Linked DNA regions of Mus musculus: region 1 is linked to region 2. A link is a contact called in public Hi-C data. All regions are on one chromosome and are shown on one strand. Each heading gives the region's core, a stretch centred on a gene start, on an enhancer-like site or on the middle of the called end of the contact. The rest is flanking DNA. Distances are from core to core; before and after follow the strand shown.

The links. A called contact is a pair of places that touch in the nucleus more often than the background predicts.
Region 1: a contact with region 2 is called in a Hi-C map of the N1E-115 cell line, with 2.8 times the contacts expected there. The contact joins two enhancer-like sites. A contact is called at or near these places in 6 of 484 Hi-C or Micro-C datasets (the N1E-115 cell line, embryonic fibroblasts, embryonic stem cells and 2 more).

Annotation. Positions count from the first base shown.
Region 1 is chr15:34,889,368-34,894,194 of GRCm38.p6, reverse strand. The region is part of intron 10 of Stk3 (serine/threonine kinase 3); the gene reads left to right. Among named protein-coding and RNA genes, the nearest start is that of Gm52204, 18 kb to the left of the region's middle. Within about 2 kb of position 2,619, at least 42 of the 459 cell types and tissues checked have an H3K27ac peak or open chromatin away from gene starts, as enhancers often do. A contact at or near this core is called in the N1E-115 cell line, where this site is marked.
Region 2 is chr15:34,814,795-34,819,473 of GRCm38.p6, reverse strand. All of the region lies in intron 2 of Gm32970 (a long non-coding RNA gene), which reads left to right. Among named protein-coding and RNA genes, the nearest start is that of Kcns2, 20 kb to the left of the region's middle. Within about 2 kb of position 2,878, at least 4 of the 459 cell types and tissues checked have an H3K27ac peak or open chromatin away from gene starts, as enhancers often do. A contact at or near this core is called in the N1E-115 cell line, where this site is marked.

The DNA of each region.
Region 1 (4,827 bases), core at 1,370-3,869, 75 kb before region 2:
ACATTGGAGGGAAGCACAGGAGGAGGGAAGCTAGCTAGTAGTGTGTGGAAACAGCCTGCTTGAGTTTAAGAGGCCTTGAGCAGGAGGGTGGAAGAGAGACGAGAGGCCCACATTGGGATCCATCAGTACATAGCATGACATGCATTGTAACCTTTAAATATGGTAGAGGCTTGGAGAAAAGACCTTACCATAAAATACAGCGTTGTGGCAGTTGAAATTGTGGGTGGGATTGAAGGCAGATTGATTTGATTGACTGGTTGCTGGATTGATTGATTGATTGATTGATTGATTGTGATGCAGACTGAGAGAATGTACACTCCCATCTCAGTCTCCTGGGGCAGAATTCCAGGTGTCCATCACTCACGCCCAGCCCTATAGTTGTTTTTCTTAAAATTTTAAAAATTATTTTATTATTTTAAATGTACAATTTTTTTGCTTGCATGTGTATCTATGCACCACTTATGTTCAGTGCCTATAGAAGCCAGAAGAGGTCATGGGATCCCCTGGAACAGGATTTAGCTACAGTTGTGAGCAACCACGGGTTGCTGGAAAATAGACCCAAGTCCTCTGGAAGCTCAGCCAGCTCTCGACCCCCAAGACAGCTAGCTCTTCAGTCCCCGTTTTCTTGATATGTTTATTTTAAATGTGAGGTACTAAAAGTATTTCTTGCTGATGTAAAGGATAAAATAGAGAGCTAGATGGTACACAAGAAAAAAAATGTACTTCAGTTTTTGAAGAATAGCACACCAAGGCAGTTGTCAGGTAAGCAGGGAGGTTGCAGTCGTCTGCTAACGCCAGTGAGGCATGTGGCTGGGACACAGTGGGAAGTGACACTGCTTCATATTTAAAAGGAATTTGGAGCTTTGTGTTGCTATTTGAATTACGAGATATCTTCCTTTATTCCAGGCAATGGCTTATTTTCATGGTCCTTTTAGAAACATTCTTGTTCAGTCTTTTAAAAGGCTATTATGTCACCCTGTGCTCTCCTAGGAATTATAAAAAAATAATAAACTTTTGAAAGCACTTTACAAAATTAAAGAATTATAAAAATGCTAAGTGCTTTGTGTGGTCATTGATTTAATCTTATAATGTTTAGGCCATTTTGCCAACTCAATGTGGATTTTATAATATGTACTTGTTCTTACTCTGTTTTCTGTAAATTTTCACATTCTGATTTTATTATATCCTTATGTGTGTTTTTGCTAGTTTAGCAATAGTGATTAATTTTAAATTATTTATTGTAGTTAAGGCAAAAATAAAGTGAAACTGAATTTTCTAGCGTAAAATTCTGTGCATTTATTTAAAAAAAAAAAAAGTCACTCTTACTTTGTAGAGCAGAGCATAGAGAGCATAAAGGCACGCGGACTCATGCCTGTAATTCCTGCAGTCAGAGGTTCAGACAGGAGGATTGCTGAGTTCAAGAGCATGCCAGGCTATGCAGTAAAGCCCTGCTGCCTCCCCTCATGATGGCAGACCCAATCTAATCAAACATTTGAGGATATTGAATTATCTCTGGAAGTTACTTAATCATTCTAATCTTCATTAATAGTATCTGTAAAATAAGTATTTATAAACTTGTCATCTCCTCGCTGTGTGGTTCTGTGAGTAAACACTAGGATGTGAAGAAGCCATGGATTGATTCATTTTGTTTAGACTTAAGAGCCATTGACATTCTGAAGAAAAAAAAAACAAAAAACAAAAAAACAACTGAATCTAATTTACAGCCTTTGTGAAACCCTCTAATGGAAACATTCGCTATGGTGGAAACCGTGTATCTTTGTTATTAACCTTAACTATGTTCAGATTCTGGCTACCTTTCAATAACTACATGTCTTGAGAAGTTAACATTTTTAAAGATTATTTTATGTATAAAATACTTGTTCTGCCTGCATGTCTGTGTGTAAATCATATGTGTGCAGTGCCCATCAAGGCCACAAGAGGATGTGGGATCCTCTGGAACTGGAGTTGCAGGGGTTGTAATCTGTCCTATGGGTGCTAGAAATGGAACCTAGGGACCCTGGAAGAGCGGCCAGTGTCGGTTGCTGAGCCATCTCTCCAGCCTCCTGAATGTTCAAATAAACTCTGGTGTTTCTAAAACTGTAAACTTTCAAAAGTTATAGTATTTTACTGTTTCACAAAACTGTTGCCTTAGGTAAGATTACAGTGTCTGCTGGAGGCAAGCAGTTGATTCATGTAACTACTGCATTGTATAGACATATCCATAGTAACATGAATCCATATAAAAGAATATCTCCTGTAGAGCTAGCCTGAAAACATTAAATAGCCGAATGCCGTCCAGGTCTTTTCACTCACTCGGCTCCCCAGGGAGTGTCCAACACGTTCTGAGGGATACTTTCTCACTGAAGCCTTGAAACAGCTTATTAGTCCCTAGTTGCCAAACTTATCCATACATAGTTTACTGCCTTACACACAGCCCATCAATGCTATTGGTGATTCCTTTCTGGTCTAGACAAGAGTTTCAAAACACATAATGCTAAATTAAAAAAAAAAAAAAGGTGAAATTTAAAAATAGAAAAGCAGGTCTTCTCTCTTAAAGGTGGAAGATGTGCAGCACCAACTATGGGCAGCAGAGGGTGCTGGCTAGCCAAAGACATAATGTTCTCATGGAGGCCGAGTGAAACCTTGTCGTTGTGAGGGGGGCTTCAGTAAACAATTGCTCATGTCTGTGGAGCACAGTGGCTTCATGTTCTTCGGTTCCACAAACCATTAATCTGAAAGGGACCCGTCTTCCTAACTACTCAAGAGCCAGCGATCAGCTGGAGGTATCCATCCTTCACAAATGTGTGCACCTCCTGTGTTTGACCTCACCTCCACCCTGTTGAGGATTGCTCACTCAGAACTCACTCCATACAATTCAGGTAATGTTGGAGTGTTTAATTTTACTTCTTTCTACTGGCTTCCAGTAGTAACTTTCTTAATGAGACTTAAAAGCCTTTCGAAAAATAGTAGCAGGTTATTCACTCTGCTCTAAGCTAGCTAAGAAGCCCACTCCTTTAGGAGCCACTAAACAGTGTCTCATTTGAATGATCAGAGCAGAGATTTCCCAGGGAAAGAGAAAAATCCACTGCCATCATCCTGGCAGAGTCACGTGCCCTGTTTGGTATTGTTATAATTTAGAATGCAAAAAGATCAGTGAAAAACAGTTTGGGGTGACTGAAAAATTGGAAGGTAGTTAACAAAACCCACAGATGCCTTCATATTTAAGAGTGCTTCCTTTTTTGAGCAGCATAGCCTGGTGCAGCTGCTGACATGACAGCCATTGTGGACTGTGAGAAAGAGGACAGTCTGGCAGCAGGCTTTGTAGTGAGGATGATGAAATGAGGCAGTTAACACATCTGCAGGAAGAAAGCAATAGCCAGAGCCATGCCTGTCAGCACTGCAGCTGGGCTTCAGTGAGGTGCTGAGGATACAGAGACTGTGCTTGATGATGGTGGGCCTCGGGGCCTCTCACACATGACACACTCTGGCAAAAGAGAAGGAGCTGATAAAGTTTTCTCGTGTGAATGTCCCTAATAGAAAATGGGCCAGTGGAACTGAAAGAGAACACTGATAGCCAGAGAGGGCAGTGTGTGTGAACCGGCTTTAAGGAATATGATTCTGTTTAACAATAGTTTCTTAGCAAATTTAATTTTGTCTATTTTGGTTTTGTACCTCTTCTGAAATAAAAAAGGCAAGGAACATCTTTTTTACACTATTCTTGCTCACTGCTTCTGTTCATTCCAGGTGTTAGGCACGTAGGGCTTGGTCTGCTGTATCACTCGGGACTGGGGATCACATAGTGTTATCTGAGAATACAAAACAGTGCGTAGACGATTCCTTAAACAACAAAATATTCCAGCCACTTGTACATGGAAAGTTCCTCAGGAGCACGTTGACTTCTGTATTGCATAGCTGCGTTATTATTATTCCAGCAGAGATAACCCAACAGCATGGCTCTCATTTGCTTCCTAATTACAGATGCATTTCCCCTTAATCCTTATTAAAATGGACTTTTTAAAGAGTAAGCTGAAATTTCATCCTGTAAAATAAAATGTAAAGATTTACTAGTAAAACTACTTCATATTAATGTGTATTATTCAAACCAGAGCTCACATTCTGATCCCCAAGTTTCCACTCACGACCACAGTCTCCTGGCAGGGCAGTGTGTAGATGCAAAGTGAGATTCGATGCACTCTGAAGAGCCCCAGCTGGGGCTCGCTTGTGTTGTCACAGTAGTTGTGAAGCCACTCAGAAAGCAGGTGTCTGGCTGGAGCCTGGCCTCCCAGGTATGTCAGCTTGGTACTGCCCTGGCACTGACAGACTCTGGGGACATTTGGGGAGGTACTCATTTTAAAGGTAATACTAGAGGCAGACTCCCTCGTGCTTTGTGCTCTACCAAGTGAAACCAGAATGTTTAAGCCCTACCCCACTCACACCTTTTCCATTGAAACACTGTAAAAGTCCTTGCAGCCCATTCGTTTACCATAATGGTCCAAGCATGAGGTTTGCTGAGTGCTTATTACAAGTAATGACAAACAGGATGGCTCAGTGCACAGACACTATAGTCCTCTCCGTAGACTAGAGTCTTGGATGGTTACCTTTGGAAGTTGATACCTCGATCATAGGACCCTAAGACAGTAATGTTCCCTTGGTCTCATTTTATACCCTCCTGGATGTTTTCCCTCCATCATACTTTCTTTTTAATGCAGGGTCTCTCCCTGAACCTGGACTCACTAATGTGACTAGACTAGCTCAAGGGATCAGCCTGTCAGTATGCTGTGTCCCTCACCCAGCACTGGAATTAGATCACCCAACTTTTACATGAGT
Region 2 (4,679 bases), core at 1,629-4,128:
TTTGCACGCAGTCCATCACTACTCACGCAAATGCTTGTTCCTAGATGTTTGTGGAGCCCCAAAACCTGGATCCAATGTCTTAGAAGAATTAATGTGAGGCAGGCAGAGGCAGCGTGTGAGAACACAACCCACAAGTAAAGTATCCGTCCGCTCCCTCCAGGAATCAGCACGAATGTCAGGGAGGGATTGAGGCAACAACAACATATGGTATCAGTAGCTTGGGCCCCTCCACAGTCTCCCCGTCCACACATCTAAGCAGGAATAATTGCTGGGCTCTTCAAAAATCCCTCCCATTTCTACATGGTGCCTTCTTATGATATACCTAGCAGAGCATCTTCAGAGGGGCTGGCTGCTTATGTTGCTGTTTGTGGCTCCAAAGGCACGTGCCATGAGAGAGGCCACCAGGTGAAGGTTTTACTGCCTCCCTGACCCAGCTTCTTAGAAATCCTGTTGAGTCATCTCTAGAGTATCCTACTAGTCAACTCAGTCAAATGGACTCCCCGGGTTCAAGAGGAAAAAGAAGACCCAGCTCCCATCTCCTGATGGAAGAGTTGCAATCCTCTATAATGAGCATGTGGGGTTGCAAATACTGTTGTGGCCATTTTTGGAAAATACAATCTGCCATCAGACATAGCACAGATGCTGAGGGGTGGGGCAGTCCTCAGCTGATAGCTGAGTTACAAACGGGGGGTGGGAGAGCACTGCCATTTTTTTAAGACAAAATATTAACAGAACTAGACTTCAAATCAAACTAAGATCATTTGGAAGAATGCGGATAATGAATGGAGACTTTTATTATAGCAGATTTACCAGAATTGGCTGTGAAAATCATAATGAGAATAAACAAGCTAGAAAGAAAATGTTTCTCTCTTGTTCAAAACTAACTGGATAGGGCCAGCAGTGCTGGAAATTGAACAGGAAAGGTCTGGAAGAGGGCAGGGAGTCAGAGGGTCAGGTCTTGGCTGTTGGCAGGTACTGCACATGAGACACTGCTTAGTGCATGTGGTTGGGGCATGGACTTGAGGGCTGGGTATCTCCTGTTTGACTTCTTGATTCAGCAAGCTTGAGTCAAGGGCTGGCAGATTTGGTGTCTTCTCTTGGAGACTGTCTCCTTAGGGAAGGCCCCTCGGGACAAATGCTCCTTAGGACTGTGCATTCATGGCCTGGCCTCTTCGCATCAGAGACTTTCTCCTGCAGGAAAGTACCTCAGGGCTAGTTCCTCCTGTTCCCATTACTGTGGTTTTCTAGTGAGTCTGCATTGTGAGTTCCTGCAATCAGACCAGGAGTCCCTGACAAGGGACCTGGAGGGACTGTCAGGGCATACAAATTAGAATGTGGGGAATTATCACCTGCCCTTTATCACCATCAAAAGTCTCAGTGTTGAAGCAGGGGAGTAGTCTTAATGTTGAGAGGAATTATGAGATTGTAGTTGGACTCAGAGGGAAAGAAGACCTTGATTAATGGGAGCAGAGTCCTAGTGGTGTACACATTTGAAAATCTGTCCTATTCAGCTTCAGCTGTCTGAACAAGACTGAGGGAGCCCCATCCTCATCACCCAGCCACCTCTCCCTCCTTCTAGATATTCAGGGTTAATATTCTGTGGCCTCTGGAACCCATCTGTTCTTCTGTAAGCCACATCCCATCTCCCACACACCAATTCACTACTGATCGCATGGGTGATATTTTGGCCACTTCTTACTCTGGATTCTTTGAGTTTGAAGCACAATGGGTCAGTGCTGTTTAAATACACTGTTCCATGATGCTCTTTCATGAACTCCTATAATACAAGGCTGCAAAGACCTTAGACTCTAAGGCAAGTCTCTCATTTTATCAATTTGTTTCAAAGGTTAGGACAAGAAGAAGGCTTGCCTGCCAGTCTCTCTATCATTGCCTCTACTAGGACTTGCAGTGAGGCCCTCTTTGGGTATGGAACAGATCTCTTTTCTTGTTGCCAAAAGATCTCCTGGCAGCCCCCTTCCTTGCAGTGGGCAGGCCATGCCACAGATCATGCCAAAAAGTGTGAAACAGAAACGTGTCTTCCTTCTTGAAATAGGTTGTGGATCAACAGGCAGGGTCCTTAAGACCCCAACAATGCAGTTTGCCCAAAGCTCAGCACACAGTAACCCAGAAACATATGTGGTGAGCAATAACAGTCATAAACTTTATGAGATTATGTGTTCCTAATGTGAGATTTCAAGCTCATCTGTTTGCTGTGCTATGCCAAGCTTCAGTGTGATTCAATCAAGTTGTACTTAATCTTCCCCTATTTACTCTGGGTGTGGGTGAGTCATGGAGTAGGTCTCTGGTCCAGTCTGCTGAATTAATTTGCCCCAAGTATTTTGATGGATTGATAATTTGTTTTCTCTGAATGTTCAGAGTTTATTTGATTATATCATTAGATTGGTCTGGACCACTTGTAGTGAAAGTCTGCAGCCATGCTAGGTCCTAAGATGCCTCTGAAGACTCAGCCAGGGACAGGGAATACCTCAGAAGTGTTACAGCATCTTTTCCTTCCAAACTGAGTTATGTATGATGCTTTGTTTGGTGCCTGTCAATTAACAAGAAAACAAGTCTATATCATTTTTCACAGAAAAAGTCATTTTGACCACCTCCCTGAATCTCGAAACTCATACTGGGTGGGTCTAGGATGAAGAGAGAATATGGTCATCTCATAGAAGGTGAAAAAGGCCTGGACATTTTGCCCAAGGCTGGGAGTGATTCCAACTACCAAACTTGTCCTCTAGGGAGACGATGGGCCATACAGATGGGGGGGGTGGGGGGTCTGGGAACTTGACACAAGGCCTCACTGTTCTTGGACTAAGAATAGTGAGGACCAGTCTACGGTTGACAGCGAGGGTTTGGGGACCTTCTGGCTGTTGTGGGGATCTTGGGGCAGGGGTGAGAGGTTTTTCCCATGACTTCTGCTTTGATCACAGTGCCAACTGTCCCCATTTTCCTGGGATGGAGAAGTTTCCCAGGATGTGGGGCTTTCAGAGCTGAAAATTGGAAAGTTTTGGGCAAAACAGGACAAGATGGTCACTCTAACTTTAGTGTCTCCTGGCCTTGACAACTTAGGCCTTCAGATTTAGCCAGAACTTTAGATTGGCTTGGAAAGGCCACTCCTTCCTCAAGTAGCCACTGTCTGTTTCTGGAAAGATAGCTCACTGCTTGGGATCTATCTCTGGCTCCTCCGAAGCTCATCATGTAATTGTCACCACCTCTGTAGGAAGGTCTGGAGCTTTTGAGGGGTCAGCACACGAAGCACTGCATTCATGAATGGATTAGGACATTAATATCCTCTAAGTGGAGACTAGTTTCTGTGACAGGTTCTCATAAAAGAGTCCTGTCCCTCAAATTCTCTTTCAGGTACTTGCTTGCTCTTCCACCCCTCCACCATGCAAAGACACAGCAAGGAATTGTGCCATGGGCTTGGCTTCTAAGTATCATCAACTAAAAAACTAAAGTTCTACTTTGCTTTATCTATGCCATCCTTTACAACAAAAGAAACTAGACTAAGACAGAAGCCTGCCTCTCCTCTTTTCAAGAGTAACAATTTACCCATCATGTTCTCAGGCACACATCCTTGGACCTCTGCTGAGGGGGACAGCTGGCTTTCCTGCCAGTGTGAACATTGCCAGGCTCTGCCTATGCTCACAATAAGGAGAAGCTCACATCTTAGAACATGCTGTGGTATGCCCTTGGGCACTAAAGATAAAACCCAGATTCTACTTTATGTTATTTAAGAGTTGTGGCCCAGACTCTGACATTTAATTTGACCTTGAGTAATTAGTGTAACCTCCTTGGACCTCAGTTTCCTAATGTGCAAAATGAGTACAAAGGCAAGGCTGGCTGCATGATTACATTAATTAATCATCACAAAGAGCTTAGACTAAGACTTGGTACATATGGTAATTACTGAGAATATATTACCTGCTATATCGAAAAGGCATGCCAGGGCTGAGCATGCTAACTTATTCTGTGTGGCTGCAGTGTGCACAGTGTGCATAGTTGTCCCAGTGCCATCATAACTATACACCAGTGGGAAGCCCTACTGTAGGAGTGAGCAGGCTAAGGGATGTTATACAGCAAGCAGTGCCCAGACCTCACTGGACTGATACAAGTAAGTCTGGCTGTACCTTTGTGCAATGCCTACTACAGGTCTGGGTTTCTTCTCAAACAGCTTCCCTCCATGGCATGGCGGCTGTCACCTCTGCTAGCTGTTCTCAAGCCTAACTAATTTCATTCTTTACGGCTGCAGAGTCTCTTGGCTAGCAGGCTTCTATAGACAAGCTGTGTGCTTTGCTTTGAATTTGGACCTAAGTAGGGGCCATGGGAATTGAGACTTTTTGCTGAGGATCTTGAATGGAAAAAAAAAAAGGTCAGAAAAAATAGTGGCCAGCCACAAGCTTGCGGACAGAGCTTGCAGAGTATCTATCAGTGGTAAAGCCCTGCTCCAGGGGCCGCTCCTGGTTGGGCAGCTCACTGTACTGCTAGGCAGTTTGTTTTCCTGGGGATGCAAGTTTTGAGAGCACCATCTTACCAGAGCCCAGATGCCAGCAAACTCCAGATTCTAGCAGGAGGCAACTCTCCAACTTACACCCCAATTTTCACTCACCCCAATTTTCACTCATCACAAGGAGCATCTTCAGACCCTTGATTTCTTCCAATGCATCTCAGGG